2 separate regions of the Pan troglodytes genome follow, and region 1 is linked to region 2. Evidence: chromatin contacts called from public Hi-C data. All regions are on one chromosome and are shown on one strand. The core of a region is the stretch at or near the end of the contact, and the rest is flanking DNA. Distances in the headings are between cores, read along the strand shown. Region 1 has its middle 410 kb from the start of ARHGEF28. Region 2 holds the start of ENC1 (ectodermal-neural cortex 1).

Region 1 (5,243 bases), core at 1,970-4,469, 610 kb before region 2:
TATTCTGAGACACTATTTTTATTGTGCACTATTTTAACCCCATATTAATGACTGTAGATTTTACCTGGGCACATGTATTGTCACCTAATTATTTAGTTGTCTTTTTACAGACTGTCAAGGTCTTTACTTCTTAACACAAGGACATGCCAAGGCAGGACTGCAAGCCAGGGAGACCTCGTCAGAATTCATTCATCTGAGTTCAACCGCATGTATTGAGTACCCACTGCATGCCCCAACCTTGCTAAGGAGCAAGGGATAAAAATGTGAGTTGAGCCTGATTGACAGGCAAAGATTCAATGATTTATAATACAATATGATGACATCATATGATAACAGTGATCAGAATGATGTGTTTTAGGAATGCAATAGAAAAAGGACAGATTCTGCCCAGGGACATTGGAGGTAGGTTACCAGGGGAGGTAATGTTTTATTCATTCTTTTAACAAATATTGAGTATATATTTTCTTCCAGATACTGTGTTGGGTGCTGAGATTATCAAAGCAGTCATGTTCTCTATTTTCATGGAACTTGAAGTAATAGCCTATTTATACATGGAGAAAAAGACTCATAGCGTATTGCAGAGAAAAAAGTATTGCAGAGAAAAAAAGAGCTCTATGAGCAAAGATGAGAGGGACATGCAAGCTAAAGGGTGACCAGATAATGTGTGGGGCATGAGGACACTTGAACTGTATCACATACACAATGGGGAGACGGCGAAGGTCTTAGGGAGTGGCATGATCATATTTGTACTTTAAGAGTTAGCCACAAAGATTTAATTACATAAAAAATAAAACCATAAAAGTACTAGAAAAAAACATAGGTAAGTATATACTTTTAACTTGGGGAAAAGCTTTCAACATATGGCATCGAAAAGTTAAAACCACACAGAAAAGAGGGATAGATTTGAATATATAAAGATTTAAAAGTAAACCACAAAACCACTAAAGTTAAAAGGATAAAAGTTTTAAGAAAAGTAAAAAGGACAAATTGGGGGATATTCAATAGCCTTGATATAGAAATGACTCATACATACAAACAAGAAAAAGAAAATGCCTTATAGAACAAAAATAAAATATTTGCAAAAGGAGATATTCAAAAGTTTCCCCCAAAAAACAACAGATGAAAAATGTTCAAACTCACTAGTAATCTAAACAAATTAAAATAGGTAGCTATCATTCTTTACTTACCCCAGATTAAACAAAGATTTAAAAAGAATACAGTAATGCCAGCGTTAGTGAAGGACTAGAAGAACAGACTCTTAAGTACTACCTGTATATGAGTGGTTTAGAAGACCAATTTGTAACAAATGTCAGAATTCTTAAAAATTAATAGATATACTGATTTAACAAATTTGCTTTTAGGAATATATCCTAAGGAAGTTGGCCAACTCACAAAAAAATTTTTTTTCCAAATGGCTCATTTCAATGTTGTTTGTAATAGCTAAACAAAATACAAAAAAAAAAAAACAACACAAACAACAACAAAAACCCACAAAACAATGTAGATGCCTAACCCTGAAACAAAGGATTGGTTAAAAAGTACAAAGGCACTGCCACCCACTCAGATGCTATGTAGCCATTAAAAATAATATGAATCTATACTTACTGACATGGAAATTTACCCATAATATATTGTTAACAAAGAATAGAAGGTTACAGAGAATTATAGCAGGATATCATTTTTGAAAATAGTTATTTTATGTACATAAAAAATCCAGTAGGAAAGACAAAATATTGTATCATTTTTCTGATTGTAGTTTTTTTCATTCTGTTCATTTTTATTTTCTCATTTTTCTACATCAAACATGGATTAATACAAAAATAATTCAATCATTATAACACATTAAAGGTGATTAGCCTCAGGCACAAAAGATGAAGGGCATTCAGGAGGCATTTGCCATAAACCAGGAAAGAAATGAGAAAGGCTTGTGCTGGACTCCAGTGGTTTCCAGTCCTAGCTGTACTTTAGAAATACCTAGGGAGATATTAAAAAGTACTCATTTCAGGCACAACACAGACTAATTAATTTAGAGTCTCTGGGATGGGACCTTGACACTGGTATGTTTTAACGTCTGCCCCCTGCCTTGCCCCAGGTGACTCTAAAATGTGCAGGTGGAGATAAGTCCACTACTCTAAGGCAGTGGCAGTTGGAAAGGAGAAGAAGAGGATTTGGACCTGAATTACGTTCCAGGGGTGGGATCCCTAAAAAGGATATAAATCTTAGGACATGAATTTGGCTTTAGTGGGTTTCCTTTCATTCTATATAGCTCTTAAGGTCAAGTGCATTGCTGAGGAATGGACAATAGCCTCTGCTGATCCCTCTGATCTAAGCTGCAGCTGGCATGGCAGCATTGGAGGCTACATCCATTCTCAGCACATTTGGAGTGCAATGATGCTGCAGGAACAAATCGCCCACCTTCCAAATGCCCTGTGAGTGAGTCAGTGCTCAGCAGCATTGGCAAGGCGGAGCGCTGTAACTGCAAAGAAAGGATGACATCTCATATACATGTGTGAACAGGACTGTTTACTCATAGGATGATTATTTTAAAGGAGACGTTTGGTTTTTTAAGGTCCGTAGAAGTTTGTTTCATCACTAATCGCAGCGGGTGTAGGTGTTAGCTAACATACCGGTAACTGAATGTTCTTAGCAATACTGCAATAGCTTCCCTTAAGGTTTAAAAATTACAATTTGATTTTAATTGCCACCTCTCTTAATAGGTGTTACTCAAACAGGAAGGAAAATGCCACATACTCTTACCAGTTCTTGATGCCAGAGATTACTAAAGCAATTTGGAAAGATATCGAAAAGGTGTTGAGAAAATACAGGTGAATTTTAATACATGATGTGTATTGACATTTTTACTCTAGGTAGCAACAGAGAGACTTCTGTATTGCTGGGGAGGAATTATATGAGATTTTGGCTACGCAGACAGGATTTCTCACTTCTTATTGGCTGAAAAAAATAAATGAAGCCATTATAAGCAGTATTGAAATATTAATCATACCTTCCAAAATTAAACACCCTTTTAAAAATAAAAGTTACACAATCTGTCTTTCACTTCATCTTTGACTTTCATCCCAACACTGGTGGGAGGAAATAAGCTCTGGTTAAAATCAAGACTGAAAGTGACTTTGACTTTGCAGAGAACAGTGTCAAGGCGAAGAACTTGACTGTATCTTCTCTCCCACTTGGGGTCAGTGTTTAGGCACATGAGAGAAGATGAGGAACCAGGACAGGAAATGGCAGTGTTTCCACCAAAGGTCAAGGGGAACATTAATGGGCTACATTCCAGACCCAAGGCTGACGATCCTCTTCAAAGGAGTCAGTGGTGGAAACACAGACTCAGAGCCACTCCCAAAAGGTACGATGAGGTCAGGATCATTGAAGAGAGGCAGTGCACAGGGGGCATTTGGGTGAGCATCTCTAAAGTTACCTTTCCAGTTGGTCTTTGACATCAAAGTGCATATGTCTGCCTTTCATGGGCAGGTAGAAATGCTGTGCAGGTGAAAACAGGCCTCTGGCAAGATAAGAACAGAAATCTTTGAGCTTCAAATTATAGATCTTTATGTTTCACTGAAGCTTGTCTTTACAGGGGTGTCAGTCTCCACTGTGACTGACCACAAAACCCTGCAGGAAAGAGGCTGTGGGATTTCCTGTGTGGTCCCCAGACCCTAATATGCCCTTGTGGCTGCCTAATACACATCTCTATTTAAAATGTTCAGAATCTGTGTACTTGGTAAGTAAATTTCAAACAATACCCTTCCTCTCTTCCGCTCCCTGTCTCCAGACCCCCATTTTCCCTCCCTGAAGATAACCACTGCTAGTGCATTTTTAGACTTCCTACCAGAGATAGATATTCTTCTTGCACCGTTTCTCTCTCTCTCTCCACACGCACACACACTCACACACACACACACATAAATACATATACACACATAAACATAACATATACATATTTTTATATAGATAGAACTTCACACACTGCTCTGTACCTTGTCTTGTTCCCTCATGTTCACTTATCAATAAATTCTGGAGATCATTCCACACCATTCCATACAGGACTGATTCAATCTGTGCGTGAATGCATAGCACTCCACTGCAGAGGTGAACCACAATCTGTTCAACCAGGCCTCTCTAACTGACGGAATTTAGAGTTTTTCCAATCTTTGTCAATGATGCACTAAATGTCTTTGTATAACTATTTTTATGTCTGTGGAAGTATTTCTGAAAGATTAATTCCTGGATATGAAATTTCTGAGTACATGTACTTTAAGTTCTGATTGATATTGACATATTTTCCTTCAAATATCGAGCCAATTTATACTCTATCAAGAATATATGAGGCCTTGAGAATATTAAGTGAAAGAAGGCCACAAAAGACCACAGAATATATGATTCCTATATAATGAAATATCTAGCATAGGCAAATCCATACAGAAATAGGTTAATGGTCACCAGGGGTTGGGGGAAGGAAGGAGCTAAAGAGTAAGTGGTATCGGGTGCAGGATTTCATTTCGGTGTGATGAAAATGTTCTGAATTCAGATAGTGGTGATGCTCCTACAACTATAAATATGCTAAACCCCACTGAATTTTATACTTTAAAAGGATGAATTTATGATATGTGAATTCTATCTCAATAAAGCTCTTATTTTAAAAAACGCATGAGAGTACCTGTGCCTTCCACACCCCTATTGACAGTGTGTGTTCACACTTTTTCATCACCATTCTAATTACAACATCTTGCTTCATTCCTTCTAAAGGAGGACTAAGCAGGAAAGAAATAGATTGAATGGGCCAACCAGGTATTTTAGGATTTGGGCTGTCAACTTTATAGTCTAACAACAATGGAGATGTCTAAGATGGAAACAATCAAAACAGTCAAGTTGTCAACAATTGCCAATGAATTCAGCAGCCTAAATGAAACAAGCAAGGAATGAGACTTAAGAATTTAAAAAAGGGATGAAGGACCCAGTTCTTCCAGCCTAAAGGATTTTGAAATCTCCGTTTGCTTAACCAAGGACATCAATGCCACATCTCCTGAATGCAGAACTTAATCCAGCAGCCTGCCTCCAGTAGAAAATAAGCTGAAGTTCAATGTATTCTCTATGAAGAAGGTATGGGAGCTGAGTAAAACATTTTTGTACACCATTCTAGAGCTACTGATAGGCTGAAAAAATTAACCATTGCTTGCCCCTCTTAAAACTCATATTTTCATTGAGATGGGTTTCCTTTGGATTCCATT
Region 2 (5,207 bases), core at 1,942-4,441:
AAAAAGAAGAATATTTTGAGTAGCATACTTATGACTGCTGTTTTCTGTTCTTCCTGCTTTATATCAATTCTTGGAAAACCAGCTGCAAGAACAAAAGATCCACCCGTCTTTTGATTAAATAGTGCATCACTAGGACTGTTCCTGTTTACCTGCAAATGCTGACACCTGCATAGAAGGAGTTCAAAATGCAAACACTGCTTTATTTAAATCAAAAAATACGTGTGTGTGTGTGTGTGTGTATTTTGCCAGCTGTTGTTAATTTAGGGCCACCCCAGAATGTATTTGCTGACTACAGTGCTTTCCTTGGTATCTACATTGAAATTATAGTAGAATCCAATGCTATCTTTTGGGTTTCTTCAGTAAGAAAACAGTAGGGTAGAGACATAGGAAATGCTTGTCACCCATCTTCAAAAACTGAATCACATGCCTTCATCCTTTTCTTTTACACCACCCCTCTGTTACTTCAAAGGAATGAAGTCCTCAAAAACCTGCCTGTCCAAGGATTCCTAAGGAAGCTGTTTATCCCCAGAGGGTAAACTGTGTGGCTGGTTGCAGTATCTGTTCCAGACACATAACAGCCAGTCCCGAAAGCACCGCTGAAACTCTGTTTCCTTTAACCATTCAGATATTTTTAAATATATATTCTAAGAATTATTAATAAATGCAAATGAATGATTTGCCACAGATTCATGGGCTAAAATACTAATCTGCACCTCCCCAACCAGATGTGAGCCCCACTGTAAGACTGCACAGAAAACCACAAAGGCAGGGGCATGACACATATATCTCATACCATTAGGTGATGCAACTAGTTTTCTTTCCTTTTTGGAATGTAATTTTTTATGATGAGTAAACATGGCTCAGTGGAAGAAAGGAAGCAACAAAGTCCTAGAGCTCCAGTGTTAGGAAGACTTTACAAAGCACCCAGCAATTTCCACAGTGACTTGAGATATAAAAAATGGTGAGGAGCCAGCCTCACTCCCACCTCAAGCTAAGCATCTACTGTCTACTCCATTCTAACCAATGCCCAGTGTTTTGGAGAATGACCATATGAACCTATGGGAATGCATCAGGTTTCCAAAGGGTTAAAACATTCATTAGCATTCTCAATGCTCCACCACTGTAGTTGTTATTTTAATTAGTACATTCAATCTGGAGTATTTGGAGGAAGACTTTAAACCTAAACCTCAATAGACTGTCTACTTACTCTTGTGAAGCTGCCGCCTCTCTCAGAGCAAATGCTGCCCTGAGTGAAGGAAGAATGAGGCTCCCTGAAACTAGGTGCACAGGCACCAAAATGCTTACACATTGAGCTGGAATCATGCTAGGCCCAGAACACATTTCCTTGAACATTAAATTCAGGATGGTGCAAAACAACATTCACAACCAGACTTACACCTAAGAAAACAATTTGTTTAGAAGACCTTAGGATATAGGATCTACATCTCTCTGCATCCTGTGTTTATGCTCCTGTATGTTCCAGGTTGGCCCAATAAGCCAGAAGGAAGAGCCTAGCCTGTCATCTTGGATACCATCCAGATGGAAAAGCACGTCACAGTCAAAATCACAATCAACATTCTTGCAACAATGTTTGATTAAAATAAAAAGTAAACTTGGAAACCCAAGAGGAAATACTTGCTTTCTGGTTTAAAACTGTGCAAACCTCAAAATATCAGCAAAAACCATGTATACAAGTCACTGAACACACCTTCAACATAAAATGAATCATCTTTCGAGCATTTTTAAGCCCCCAGAGAAATCACATTTGCATACCAAGTAAGTGGCCAAGAAAATGCACACATGTACTTAACCTACGTCTGCAAAGAAGACAGAGAAAGGGCTGCTACTACTGTGAACATCAAAAGGGCTTCAGTTACAGTAACTTCAGTTCACTTCATGCTCCTAATTCAGGCTCTCTGCCTCCAATGCTTAGCGTCCCGCACCCTTCTCCAGGTTTTGAACCTGATCTCAATCCAATCAAAAGAGAAACTAGGCAGACTTTTTTCTGGGCATTTACATTACCGGTAACAATAGAACATTATAAAGATCTTAACAAAAGTAGCTTCTTGCCAGAGTCTTTTTATTAACACTTGCAACGCTATTTAACAAGCTGGCCATGCCTGTGTGAAACCAAACCGCATGTGAATAAATTCAGTGTTTCATCTCCCCGCCCACCAATTCCTATCCTTTGTAACTAATAATGTTAACACGACAGATCAAGAAACTAGTTTTTCAGAAAGCAGTTTTCATTCATTCTCTATAGACATTTCCGCCGCAGTGAACATGCCCGCACTCAGGTGTCTGTGCATGGCCCCAACTTTCCTCCAAGCCGGGGAGGATGCAACGTGGGCCAACGATCCCGCGCGCTCGGCCCTGGAGGCTGCGGGGAGCGACGCAGCGCGACATTCACCCCCAGGAAAGCGCTGCTTTCCGCAGAGGAGAGAGGCTGACTGTATCCTTAGCTCGGCTCCTCGCTTCCCCAGCGGCTCGCCCCGGACATCGCACCGCGGAGGGGAGGCCGGTCGACCTCTCCGGCGATGCCCGGCTTCTGCCTGCTGTGGGAGGGCAGCGGCGGGCACCGTGATCTCCGCACCGAGAAGAGCTCCCCTTGCCCTCTAGTCGAAGCTCCCGAGTGCCCGGAGCACGCTCACCCCTCGCGAACACACCCCTGCAGCCGAAGCAGCCCCTGAAGCCCGCAGCGCCTGCAACAGGTCCGGGGCAGTGGGGGAAACTTACAGCAGTGGCGACTGGCCGCAACGCACAACTGAGTTCTAGCGACGGTCACGGGCAAGGAGGCGACGAACCGGTCGTCTCAGCCCAGGGAAGCGGTGGCGAATGCCCCGGAGAAAGGAGGGCCAGCCGGGGAGAGGACTGCGCCCCGAACGATGGCTCGCGGACCGGCTACCGCTGGCGTTCGCCTCCGTCTCTCGTCCCCACGCCGCGGACCCGGTGTCCAGGACCCGCAGAGCGTCTCCCGGAGCGCGTCACGGTAGGGCAGAGCAAGCCTGCCACTGCAGGCGCCGCGGAAGGAGGCGGGCTGTGCGCTCGGGGGAGGGAGCTAGAAAGCGCCTTGTGCGCCGGCGGCCGCCAGGCGTCTGGACCGGGTCTCCGCAGCGCCACCGCCGCACCGCCTCCTCTCCGGCTGCCAGAGCAGTCTGCGCCCCGCCGCCTTGCGCCCCGCTATAAGTGGCGCGGCGGGGAGGGGAGGGGGCGCGTATGCAAAGAGACCGACACCGGGGGAGGGAGGAAGCGCATTAGCGCGGCCCGTGGTGTAGGAGGAGGAAGAGGAGGAGAAGGAGTGGGAGGAGGAGAGGAGCTAGAGAAGAGCGTGTCGGGGGAGTTAATCGGGAGAGGAAGCGGGAGAGGGGGGCTGCGGGGAGTGCAGAGAGACAAAGCGGACGCACTGTCTCAGCCGCTGGCAGCTGCAACCCCGGGAACCGAGAATAAAATAAGTTTTCCCGGGTTCGAGTGTCTGCGCCTCTTTGGGCCAGCCTGGTTAATGGACAGCCCCGGATCTGAGGGACCCACCTTAGGGGAGCGCAGCCCGGGGCTGTGCGCTTGGTGATGCCAGAGCCCGCGAGATGCTCTAAAAAGGGCTGCAAGGGGCGAGCTGGGTATCCGCAGGACAGGCCCTGGGCACGCATAGACAGCGCCTTGGGTAGGACACCCAGAGTGGGGAGAGATAGTGGCAATGGACGGGCAAAAGTCTGGACAGTTTAGGGACACTCGGGTTGGGCAAGCCAGGACGTTTAAGTTTCTTGCTGGCAGAGAGCCAAAGAGACTCCAGCCCCAGGCATTTCCTATGTGTCCTCCCTCCCCACTCCCCAGTGGGTGCGGCACCCCTGGCTGGACTCTGCCCTAAGCCAGGCGACTGCAGGGGCAGCCGGGGCGCAGTCCTGCGGGGCGCGCACCACGTGCTTTTCAGCCAATCGCCGCGGCCGCTTGATTCAAAGTGAACTCCTCAAAGCAGCAGCCACGCCGCCTCCTCTCCTAGCGATTAAGCCTCCATCACCCTCTCCTGTTTTTTATCGCTCGGTGGTGTTAGTTTGGAGTTCAGTAAAGAAATGGCCCAGCACACACACACGTTTAATAGTCCCGCGTGTCAGGAGAAAGGAAGGCGATTCGAAAAATAATCTCGCGTGGTGATCACTTTTACGAATCCCATTTATCTTTGCAACTAGAGGCTTGTCTTTCCGCTGGGAGTTAAAATATCTGTCTTTTATTCGGTATTTGGAGCTAAGTCTATAAATGAACGGGATAGATGACCGGTCCAGCCCCCTTGTTTTACAGGTGGGGAACCGAGGCCCAGGGAGATGTGAATTGCCTGGCTCGTAGTCACTTAGCAACAATGTCCCAGCTCTGCAGCTCGAGAGTGAGGGACCCACGACAGAGTTTATTCCGTCCCCGGGTCCCCGCGTCCCCAAGCGCCCGCACTTCGCCTCCCAGATTGCTTTAAAACACTAGGCGCAGGAGCCGTTTAAACTGGCTAAGGAGGCCCCACATGGCGCTTCCAGAGTCCAGACTGCTGAAACCAAGACTGTCAGTTCTTCATTCTAATTTCATTTTCCTTTATCCTTGTTCCTTCCTGGTATTTGCGCCGAGAAATTTCGCTCCTTGCAAACAAAGAAAGACAGTGCCCTCTGAAGTCCTTTGTTAGCATTAACTCGGCAGGCAGCCTCACCACGAACCTTTCAATATATATATTTTTTTTTAATGCAGAGTCTCGGCTTGAGGCTGATTCACAGAGACAGCCCGGATCAATTCATGTCAAGAACCACGTATGGAGAGCCAGGGGGGCTGCGAGGTTAGGAGAGGGCTGGCAAGCAGCACCCAGGTTCTGAAGCAAAGACCAGACAGATGGAAACTCTGTAGACTCCAGAGATAGGTGCTGAAAAGATGGGAGGCGGAAATGTGTAACTATTGCACATATGTCTTTTTAAAACATGTTTCTGTAGCCTGTGGCAAGGTGTGGGGGAGCTCATCAAGGCAGCCACCAACGCACCTTTTAGACACCTCCTAGACCCACTCTGTCTGCTTCCTTTGTGAGTCAAATCTACCTAAAACGGCACCTAGATGACCTTGCCTAGAAATGGACTATGTACATAGCTCAGCTGGTTGGTTGGGGATTTTGCCACAGGAAGCGACAGAACTAGGGACAGGTATGTATCTTTACCACCTAGAAACTGCGGGATGTCCTTAACCAAGGG

Evidence for each region. Hi-C and Micro-C count contacts between places; a contact is called where the count stands out from the background.
Region 1: a contact with region 2 is called in a Hi-C map of stem cell-derived neural progenitor cells, with 6 times the contacts expected there. The contact joins the enhancer-like site here to the promoter of ENC1 in region 2. A contact is called at or near these places in 4 of 7 Hi-C or Micro-C datasets (blood, induced pluripotent stem cells and stem cell-derived neural progenitor cells) and 1 of 1 datasets of contacts at active chromatin or transcription factors (stem cell-derived excitatory neurons).

The regions. Positions count from the first base shown.
Region 1 is chr4:42,018,692-42,023,934 of NHGRI_mPanTro3-v2.0_pri, reverse strand. No RefSeq gene overlaps it. Among named protein-coding and RNA genes, the nearest start is that of ARHGEF28, 410 kb to the left of the region's middle. Within about 2 kb of position 3,219, at least 3 of the 24 cell types and tissues checked have an H3K27ac peak or open chromatin away from gene starts, as enhancers often do. A contact at or near this core is called in stem cell-derived neural progenitor cells, where this site is marked.
Region 2 is chr4:41,411,170-41,416,376 of NHGRI_mPanTro3-v2.0_pri, reverse strand. ENC1 (ectodermal-neural cortex 1) reads right to left here and starts at 3,191. Exons shown (of 3, transcript XM_003310676.6): 1 at 2,737-3,191.